Linked DNA regions of Macaca mulatta: region 1 is linked to region 2. Evidence: chromatin contacts called from public Hi-C data. All regions are on one chromosome and are shown on one strand. Each heading gives the region's core, a stretch centred on a gene start, on an enhancer-like site or on the middle of the called end of the contact. The rest is flanking DNA. Distances are from core to core; before and after follow the strand shown.

What was found. Hi-C and Micro-C count contacts between places; a contact is called where the count stands out from the background.
Region 1: a Hi-C map of fetal cortex germinal zone shows a contact between it and region 2, with 3 times the contacts expected there. The contact joins two enhancer-like sites. A contact is called at or near these places in 2 of 14 Hi-C or Micro-C datasets (fetal cortex germinal zone and liver).

What each region holds. Positions count from the first base shown.
Region 1 is chr6:186,434,116-186,438,997 of T2T-MMU8v2.0, reverse strand. It overlaps PRR7 (proline rich 7, synaptic), which reads right to left. Exons shown (of 3, transcript XM_001090929.4): 2 at 1-200. Among named protein-coding and RNA genes, the nearest start is that of PRR7, 5.7 kb to the right of the region's middle. Within about 2 kb of position 1,602, at least 13 of the 40 cell types and tissues checked have an H3K27ac peak or open chromatin away from gene starts, as enhancers often do. A contact at or near this core is called in fetal cortex germinal zone, where this site is marked.
Region 2 is chr6:186,080,345-186,085,250 of T2T-MMU8v2.0, reverse strand. No RefSeq gene overlaps it. Among named protein-coding and RNA genes, the nearest start is that of NSD1, 18 kb to the left of the region's middle. Within about 2 kb of position 3,135, at least 31 of the 40 cell types and tissues checked have an H3K27ac peak or open chromatin away from gene starts, as enhancers often do. A contact at or near this core is called in fetal cortex germinal zone, where this site is marked.

The sequences.
Region 1 (4,882 bases), core at 353-2,852, 360 kb before region 2:
GACACTGGGCTCCTCTGCGTGCCCCCGGGCCCGCGCCACACTCTCAGGTGCCGCCAGCGTCACTCGGGGACCCGCGGCCGGGGGCTGCCCGTGGCAGGTCTCAAGTCGTGCGCGCGCCGGCGGGGGACAGCAGCGGCGCCCGCTCCTTCCCATGGCGCCGGCGGGCGCGCGGGCGTGCCTCACCCGGGGCCGCGCGGGACCTGTGGGGCAGACACGGGGCGCAGTGAAGGCGCGCCGCGGCCCCCAACGACTTCCCGGCCCCCGCCCGCGCCCTGCGCAGTCCGGGGAAAGCCTTCTCCGTGGGAACCCCGCTCTCCCCGGGGGGCCGGTGACGTCACCGAGGAGGGTGACGTCACGCCTCGAGGTTTCCCCGGTAGGGTTTCCCCGATCTGAGCCCCGGCCGCCGCCGCGGAGCCCGGGCGCCGAGGGGAGCCGAGGCGGGCCAGCAGGGGGCGCGCGAAGGCCGGACTCCAGCTCGGACGAGAGATTCGCCATCCACAGTCCCTGGGGCAAAGGTACCCCAGCTGCGAAAAGGTTTCAGGAGCCTGTGCGCACCAGGTCCCTGAAGAGGCGTCTCGACGCGGTTGCTGTGCGGCGGGGAAAGGGTGGTATATCTCCTGGAGCCCCACAGACAGCCACCCGGCGCCCTGTACAGACGCCTGGTAGCCCCTGGCTGCCCAAAGCCCGGAACAACTGGCCCTGCACCGCGCCCTCCGGGTCTCCGCCGCTCCCATTGTAGGGCTCAGGCGGGTGGCTCCAACTGGTAATGCCTGCCAGTACTGCGTGCCACCGGCCCTGCCTTTGCGCCTAGCGCGCTGCGCCGAGCGTGGGCCAGTCTCTCTCTTCCTTTCCTCCAGGCGCCCTGCCTGCTCCAGCTCCGCTTCCCCTCCTACCCTTGCACAGCCCCACTTGGCTCTGCCTCTGTCTCCAGGCCGCCGTCTCCCTCTCCCTCTCGCGGAGGGGAGGAAAAGTAGATGAGGGTCGGAAGCTAGTCTGTTGTACCCACCTGGTCCTGCACTCACGCCAGATGGGCATCTCTAGTTCCGCTTCCTCCCCTCCACAAACGCGGGCGAGAGGGGGAACATTGCACCCTAAGAGGGAGGTAGGAGGGAGCCCTGACTCTGAGTGAAAGGTGGCAGGTGACTGCTCACCGCCCCCACAGAACAGAACTGAGCCTTTCCTGAATGCCTTATACACACAGGTTTGAACGAAAGCCTTCGGGTAACTGGAATGATTCCTATTTTACAGATGAGCAGTTGGGGAAAACTGGCTGTGTAGATGGCAGGTGGTGGAACCATAATTTGAACCCAGGCCTGGCCACAAAACCCTAGCCTGGGTGGGGTGGGGGGTAGTGCTGCCTGGGCTACTTTGTGGGCCTCTTCCAGAAGCCCCACAGACCCTCCTACCCTCAGCACGCCCAAGGCACACACACACACTCTGCTTTGAGAGCCACAGGGAGCCTGAGCCCCAAGCTGGGGGGGAGCCAGGCCATGGGCCACCCCACACTTCTCCCCAGATGGCCCCTGACTCCATGGCTGCCTTCAGCCACGTGCCACTTGGTGCCCGTGCCGGTCCCCTTCTCCTGGGCCTGCGTTCCAGAACAGACAATGGCAGGAACCATAGCTCTGCCCGCCCCCTCGACAACCCTGCCATGAGGCTGCCATGGTGACGCAGCCCAGATAAAAACACGATGCTGCCAGTCACTGGGAGTTAATTACATCTGTTATTCTTTTCCTGAGCCATCAGGAATGCTCTGAGGAAACTGGCACTAACTAGAGATCCCCCTGGCCTGCCAGGCAGGAACAGCTCCGGGTCAGAAAAGGTAACCCTGGGGCTGGAGGTGATGGGGTTTAGCTGAATTACAAATATCTTTCTTTTTTTTTTTTTTTTTTTTTTTGAGACGGAGTCTCGCTCTGTCGCCCAGGCTGGAGTGCAGTGGCCGGATCTCAGCTCACTGCAAGCTCCGCCTCCCGGGTTCACGCCATTCTCCCGCCTCAGCCTCCCGAGTAGCTGGGACTACAGGCGCCCGCCACCTCGCCCGGCTAGTTTTTTGTATTTTTTTTTTAGTAGAGACGGGGTTTCACTGTGTTAGCCAGGATGGTCTCGATCTCCTGACCTCGTGATCCCCCCGTCTCGGACTCCCAAAGTGCTGGGATTACAGGCTTGAGCCACCACGCCCGGCCTACAAATATCTTTCAAGGACCACACAGAATCCTCTCAACACCACCTTGTCCATGCTGGTTGTGCCCATTTGATAGACAGGGAGATAGGCTCAGAGAGGGAAATGACTTGCCCCAGGTTACACAGCTCAGAAGGGGAGGAGCTAGGATTTAGCCTGAGTCTGAATCCAAACTCTGTCAAAACACTCCCTATGTGATAAGCCAGATGTAAGTGGCAGCCATGGGGGCACTGGGCAGACAGGCCAGCTAGCAGCCAAAATGTGCATTCCCATCCCTTCCCACCAGGGCCCTGGCATGCCTGATCACCAGCCCGACACTGCTGTGGAATAGCAGCATGAGAAAGAGCTACAGGATGAAGGGGAGATGTAATGGCAGCTCCAGGTTAGCAAGAGACAAAAGACAGGGTCTGTGCCCTGAGGGCACCCAGCTCAGCAGGTAGGGCATTAGGCCAGACAGGGCAGGCCATGCCCAGGACCTGCTGGGTGCCATCATAGCTGCATTTTATAGACTAGGCAACTTTGGGCCAAAGAGCAAGAGGAAGGCACTTGCTTAAGGTCACATAGCTAGCCCCATGGCCCCAGCCTGGCTCTGCCCCCAGGTAGAGTGGGTGGGGATTTGACGCTGAACACTATCCCCTTGGCAGTGTCACAGCAGGCCCACGGGACTGGAATCCTGTCTGACGCCTCCCTCCCAGGTGCTCAGTAGACTCTCACTAACCGACCATAGGTGCTCAATACATAAACATCAGAGGTTCATTCAGACCTTTCAAAATGCTCTACCTGACCAGGCCAGACTTTGCAAAGCCTCCTGAAAAAAGCATGCCCCCTTACTGCTCCTTTCCTATGTGAGCTCTTGCCCTTGTCTGGGAGCCTTTCAGACTCAGACCCTGCCTGCAGCCTGCTTCTCCCAGTCACTCCCTCCACTGTCTACACTGCTCCAGACTGGTAGTAGCACATACCTGCCTCCTCCTACCCACCCAACACATTCAGGTGCTAGGAACGATGCCCTGCAGACAGACTGGGCTGCCATTTTATCATTTTATTACTCATGTTCTGTTTGTTTCCTGTTTCTCTTTTCCTACTTTCTTGAAGGTTATTTGAACATGTTTTAGGGTTCCATCTTGATTTATCTGTAGTGTTTTTGAACCATATCGCTCTGCATGTTTTCTTGGGCCACACACTCACTGGGAGCACGGCAGGGGGATGAAAGCAAGACCCTTGGTGAGTTTCTTAACCTCCAAGTTGCTTCAGTTTCCTCATCGGTGAAGATGAAGCTAATCCATGCCAAGGGTGTGGAGGTGCCAACAAACATTAGCTCTAATGGTGGCTTCTGAGCTGAGGATACAGAGATGTGTGTGTCCCCAGGGTGCTCCCTGCCTGAGAGCTGGGCACCACCCTCTTCGAAGCAGGCTAGCATTCTTGTCATTTGGCAGATGGGAACACTTGGCTCAAGGAGATGAAATGACACCCAAGGGCACACAGAACCAGGGCCTGGCTGCATTGCTGTGGGCACCTCCCACACTGCCCTCTGCACAAAGAACCCTACACTTCAGCCTTATACGCCAAAGCACCAAAGATCTGCCACTGGGTCCTTTATCTCAGCAAAGAGCCTACCATTCCTTCCATCCACCGCATCCTCTGCAGGGTGGCATCTGTCCACTTCCTTTGGTCCTCCTGCCACTGCCTTGGCCAGGCCAACATCGTCTCTCCCCTGGCCCCCATCACCACGCTTGCCACTGTGCTGTGCCCCTGCCCAGCCTAGTCACTCTTCATAACGCCACGCTGCCTCAGGAGCCAATCTAGCATTTAACATTGAACATGGCTTAGATCCGGGCCTCTCAAACTTAAGCAAGCATCAGAACCACGTGGAGGCTGTTAAAACAGTGTTGGGCTCCACTCCCAGTGCTGGATTCAGTAGGTCTAGGATGGGGCCCGAGTTTGCATTTTTCACAAATTCCCAGCAGATGCTGGTACTGCAGAGCCGGGGAACACACTCTGAGAACCACTGACCTAGGTGCTGGCCTCCTGGATGAGCTCCTGCCAAGGCCTCTTGGGCTCACCTGAGCCACCTCACCCCTCAGGGATGGGAAGCCCAATGATACCAGGATGTTCCGGGGCGGCCAGGGTCCAGCACCATCGGTCTTACCAGCTGGCACCCAGTAAGCAGCTCAAGAACCACCTATGGAAGGAGAGGCTGGAGGGCTCGTTACGTGTTTGGTCTTTTAGCTGTGGGACCGGGAGTACCTTAAGGGCTGGGTCTGTGTCCAGTTCATTCCTGGGAAATGTCAGCCATTCACCAAAATGTCACAGAGAGAAAAGCCATCACCCAGCCCTCGCTTGGCAGGGTGGTTTATAAGCAAGTGGAGAACCCATGCGTCTACATGAATCAAAGGAAAAGGCTGTACGGAGCCACACACCAGGGTTCTGGGGGGCAGGGATGGGAAATCCCAGGCAGCAGGGGCGCTGGGTCCCACCTGGATTTGAGGCTAGAGCTGCTGGTCTTCAAGGGAAGGGACAGGAACGCAGAGCAGAGGGTGAGGGCTAGGGGGCAGGACAGACTGACAGCCTGTCCTGTGTGCCTTGCACATGCCAGGTCCACTACTGGTCTCTATGCTAGTTATCTAAGGAAAAGCCGGGAGGTGGCTACTGTTCTCTCTACAGACAAGGATGTAGGCTCAAGGAGTGGGTCCAGCTCAGGTCTCC
Region 2 (4,906 bases), core at 1,886-4,385:
TTCACGCCATTCTCCTGCCTCAGCCTCCCAAGTAGCTGGGACTACAGGTGCCCACCACCATGCCCGGCTTCTTGTATTTTTAGTAGAGACGGGGCTTCTCCGTGTTAGCCAGGATGGTCTCGATCTCCTGACCTCATGATCCACCTGCCTCGGCCTCCTAAAGTGCTGGGATTACAGGCGTGAGCCACCGCGCCCGGCTGAACCATGTAATAATGAGGAGTTGAGGCATGGTACTCATGGCAGTGGCATTTCCAGTCTGGGCGGTGGCATGCCCAGAGAGAAAGCCCAGGGGGCAGCTGGGGAACTTAGGGCTGAGATGGACCCTGGGCCTCTGGGCTGCGCACAGACAGGACTGAAGCTAAGTCACAGAAAGACAGAGGGCGCTTCTGCCTCCTGCATCACTGGCCTGTGGCAATGAAAGGTCAGAAACCCCTTGAACACCCAGCCACATGCTTCCCATGTACTGACCGCACCCTAGGAGACTTGTCAACTCTGTTCCTACCTGCAAATCCAGGCTCATCACCTACCGGGTTCCCCTCACTCTCCACCCTTGGCCACACTGGCCTCCTTCGGTTCCCGGATGCAGAGGCCCTTGCCCTGTCAGCCTAGCACTCTCCATAATTCTGTGTGGTGGGTCTTTTTTATTTTTTATTTTTTATTTTTTGAGATGGAATCTCACTCTGTCACCCAGTCTGGAGTGCTGTGGCATGATCTCAGCTCACTGCAACCTCAAGCGATTCTCCTGCCTCAGCCTCCCCTGTAGCTGGGGCTACAGGGTGCGCCACCACACCGCACCCAGCTAATTTTCGTATTTTCAGTAGAGACGGGGTTTCACCATGTTGGCCAGGATGGTCTCGATTTCCTGACCTCATGAACCACCTGCCTCGGTCTCCCAAAGTGTTGGGATTACAGGCGTGAGCCACCGTGCCTGGCCGTGGTGGGTCTTTAGAGTGCCCACTGCTTGAGCTGGTGTTGGAGAGGCAGCACGCTGTGAAGTTATAAGCGCAGACGCTGGCCCAGATGGCTTGATGTGAACCCCCAGCTCTGCCACTTAATAGTGACCTTGGGCAAGTTATAGAGAACTTATCTGTGCCTCTGTGATCACTCTGTAAAGTGGGATTTTCTTTTTTTTTTCTCTTTTTCTTTTGTTGAGATGGAGTCTTGCTTTGTTGCCCAGGCTGGAGTGCAGTGGCACAATCTCACCCCAACCTCCACCTCCCAGATTCAAAGGATTCTCCTGCTTCAGCCTCCTGAGTAGCCGGGATTACAGGCATGCACCACCATGCCTAGCTAATTTTTGTATTTTTAGTGGAGACGAGGTTTAGCCGTGTTGGCCAGGCTGGTGATTCACCCGCCTCGGCCTCCCAAAGTGCTGGGATTGCAGGTGTGAACCACCATGCCCGGCCTGAAGTGGGATTGTTGATAGGTAATATGTAAGCTTAGAACAGTGTCTGGCACCTGGCAAGTCCTCCAATGGTTGTAATCATGATTATTATTTTAGTGAGGTTCACACAGAGTTGGTGCATGGCAGCCTTCTAGCAAGATGTGTTTCAGTACATACCTGTTGTGTCATAAACATTCCCACCTTATTGCTGGTGTTTTTCCTGATGTAAATCCCATGGTTTCATGTCCTGTCCTACTACTGTTCCTGTATAGCTTAAATTTCCCCTTGTTAGACCAAGTGAAGGGATTATGGGATTGGAAGACTAAACAGGCATATGGTTACGCCCTTGTTAACAGCAGTGTACATTCTAGTAAGGGGGAGTAGGAAGAAAAAGCCTTAGTACAAGGCTGTGTGTGATGAGATTGTGAGTTCCTCTAGGGTAGGATTATTCACAATCATAAAAATTGTTACCAATGTGTTTTGGGAGCTCACAGTGTGCCGGGTAGGTTTTACAATCTTCACAAAGATACTGAAGTAGGTATTAGTAGTCCCATTTTCCAGAAGAGGTATCTGAGGTTCAGTGAAGTTAAACACTTGTCCTAGGTCATATGGTAAGCAAGTAATTTTTCTTTCTTTCTTTCTTTTGTCTTTTTTTTGAAACGGGGTCTTGCCCTGTCACCCAGGCTGGAGTGCAGTGGTGTGATCTCAGCTCACTGCTGTCTCTGCCTTCTGGGCTCATGCTATCCTCCCACCTCAGCCTCCCGAGTAGCTGGGACCACAGGCACACGCCGCCAGGCTCTGCTAATTTTTGTATTTTTTGATAGAGACAGGTTTTGCCACGTTGCTCAGGCTGGCCTCAAACTCCTAGGCTCAAGCAATCTGCCCGCCTTTGCCTCCCACGGTGCTGGGATTACAGGCGTGAGCCACCATGCCCGGCATTTTTTTACTTATTTATTTTTGAGGCAAGGTCTCACTTTTTCGCCCAGGCTGGAGCGCTGTGGCGTGATCTCGGCTCACTACAGCCTGCACCCTCTTGCTCAAGTGATCCTCCCACTTCAGCCACCGGAGTAGCTGGGACCACAGGCGCGCACTGCCATCCCGGCTAGTTTTTGTTTGTTTGAGACAAGTCTGTCACTCAGGCTGGAGTGCGGTGGCGCCATCACCGCTCACTGCACCCTCGAACGCCCAGGCTCAAGTGATCCTCCCACCTCGGCCTCCAGGGTAGCTGGGACTAAAGGCACGCACCACCACGCCCGGCTAACTTTTGTATTTTTTAGTAGAGACGCGGTTTCACCATGTTGCCCAGGCTGGTCTCAAACTCCTGAGCTAAAGCAATCCGCCCGCCTAGATCTCCTAAAGTGCTGAGATTGCAGGCGTGAGCCACCGCGCCCGGCGGAGCAAGTAATTTCAACTTGGTTCTGCTTGCTTTCAGATCTCCTGAAACATTACTTTGGACCAGAGAGGGTAAAAAGGACATGACCCCAGAAGCCAGCGAGAGAAAAAGGGGGAATTATCAGAAGGACACAGGGTCCGGGTGTCTGGGACAGGTGGCCTCCCCAACCCCCTCGGCCGGCGGAACAGGGTAGTGGGAGACCCGGCCCCAGACTCCCAGTTCGGCGCCCGCGGAACCCAGCCGGGTGCACGTGGCCAGCACAGCCGCTGGGCCCCGCGGCACTCAAGTCCGGCTTCCGCTCCCGACCACACGCGGGCCGCATTCCTGGGAGAACGCCTCCGATTGGTCCGTTCGGTCAGGTGGCTGCCACGGGCCAATCAGCGGCGGCTGGTGCCGTGGGCCGCGCGAAGGGCTCTGCGGCGGTGGAGCCTCAGAAAAGATCATCTTTGTGCGCTGGGCTACTCCGGTAAAGGGCAGCCAATTTCTATTAACGTTCAGTGGATCCCAGATCTTGCTAGCGACCCCACTGGCCCTTTGTGCCTGTTTTTCTGAATTCACCACCAGCCCTGCCGCAGCGCTTGGAGAAGGAGACAGAGAACAACTGGGCCGGACCTCCTCGTGGGCTTTTGAGTCCCGCCCTATTGCTTCCATGGGTTTTTGTGTCCCTTTCTCCTCTCTCGCCTGTGGAGCGCCAACCCTTTCCTGTCTTCTTGCTCCTTCCCAGCAGCCAACAAACGGCCGAGAAAAATCTCAACTCCCCTGCAACCAGGCTCTGCCTCTCCTCCCCTCCACTGTCCTGTCCCCTCTTCCTCATCTTCCTCCTGATCCCACTGCACTCTGGCTTCAGATCACCAGCAGTGCCGCTGTAGCCAAATCCTGTGACGTTTCACGATCTTTGCTGCTTTATTCTGAGAAGCATTTGCGTCTTTTTTTTTTTTTTTGAGACAGAGTCTCGTTCAGTCCCCCGGGCTGGAGTACAGTGGCACGATCTCAGCTCACTGCAAGCTCTGCCTCTCGGGTTCACGCCATTCTCCTGCCTCAGCCTCCCGAGTAGCTGGAACTACAGGCGCCCGCCACTACGCCCGGCTAATTTTTTTTTGTATTTTTAGTAGAGACGGGGTTTCACCGTGTTGGCCAGGCTGGTCTCGAACTCCTGACCTTGTGATTCGCCTACCTGGGCCTCCCAAAGTGTTGTTGGGAATACAGGCGTGAGTCACTGCCCCGGATTTTTTTTTTTTTTTTTTTGAGACAAAGTCTCACTCTGTAGCCCAGGCTGGAGGGCAGTGACCTGATGTCGGCTCACTGCAACCTCCACCTCCCGGGTTCAAGCAATTCTCCTGCCTCAGCGCCCCTAGTAGCTGGAAGTATAGATGTGCGCCACCACACCCCACTTACTTTTGTATTTTTAGTAGAGATGGGGTTTCACCATGTTGGCCAGGCTGGTCTTGAACTCCTGACCTCAAGTGATCCACCCACCTTGGTCTCCCAAAGTGCTGGGGTTACAGGTATGAGCCACCACATCTGGCCAACATTATGTTTTTTGTTTTTTTTTTTTAGAAAGTCTCACTTCGTCACCCAGGCTGGAGTGCAGTGGCAGTGGCTCCATCTTGGCTCACTGCAACCTCCACCTCCCGGGTTCAAGCGATTCTCCTCCCTCAGCCTCCCTAGTAGCTAGCTGGGATTACAGGTGTGTGCCGCCACTCCTGGATAATTTTTTTTGTATTTTTAGTAGAGATGGGGTTTCGCCATGTTGGCCAGTCTGGTCTCAAACTCTTGACTTCATGTGATCCGCCCGCCTCAGCCTCTCCAAGTGTTGGGATTACAGGCGTGAGCCACCTCGCCCGGCACACAAGTTACCATTGATAAATATTCTTTTATTGCTGCATGCAAGAGCTTGTAGTGCTGTCTATTGTGACAGGCACACAGTGTGTGCTTTATTACTATGTACCGAATGAATGTAGAAAGGATGTCTGGTATAGTACGTGGCACAGAGGAAGTGCTCCTTCAAAGTTAGCTCTCTTCCTCTTGAGAAGCTAGGAGGGCCTGGGAATTCAGTCTTGGGAGCCTTGGCTGGGATAGGGGAGGGAAACTGTGGGAACACCGAGGCCTCATCCCTCAGATCAGCTCTT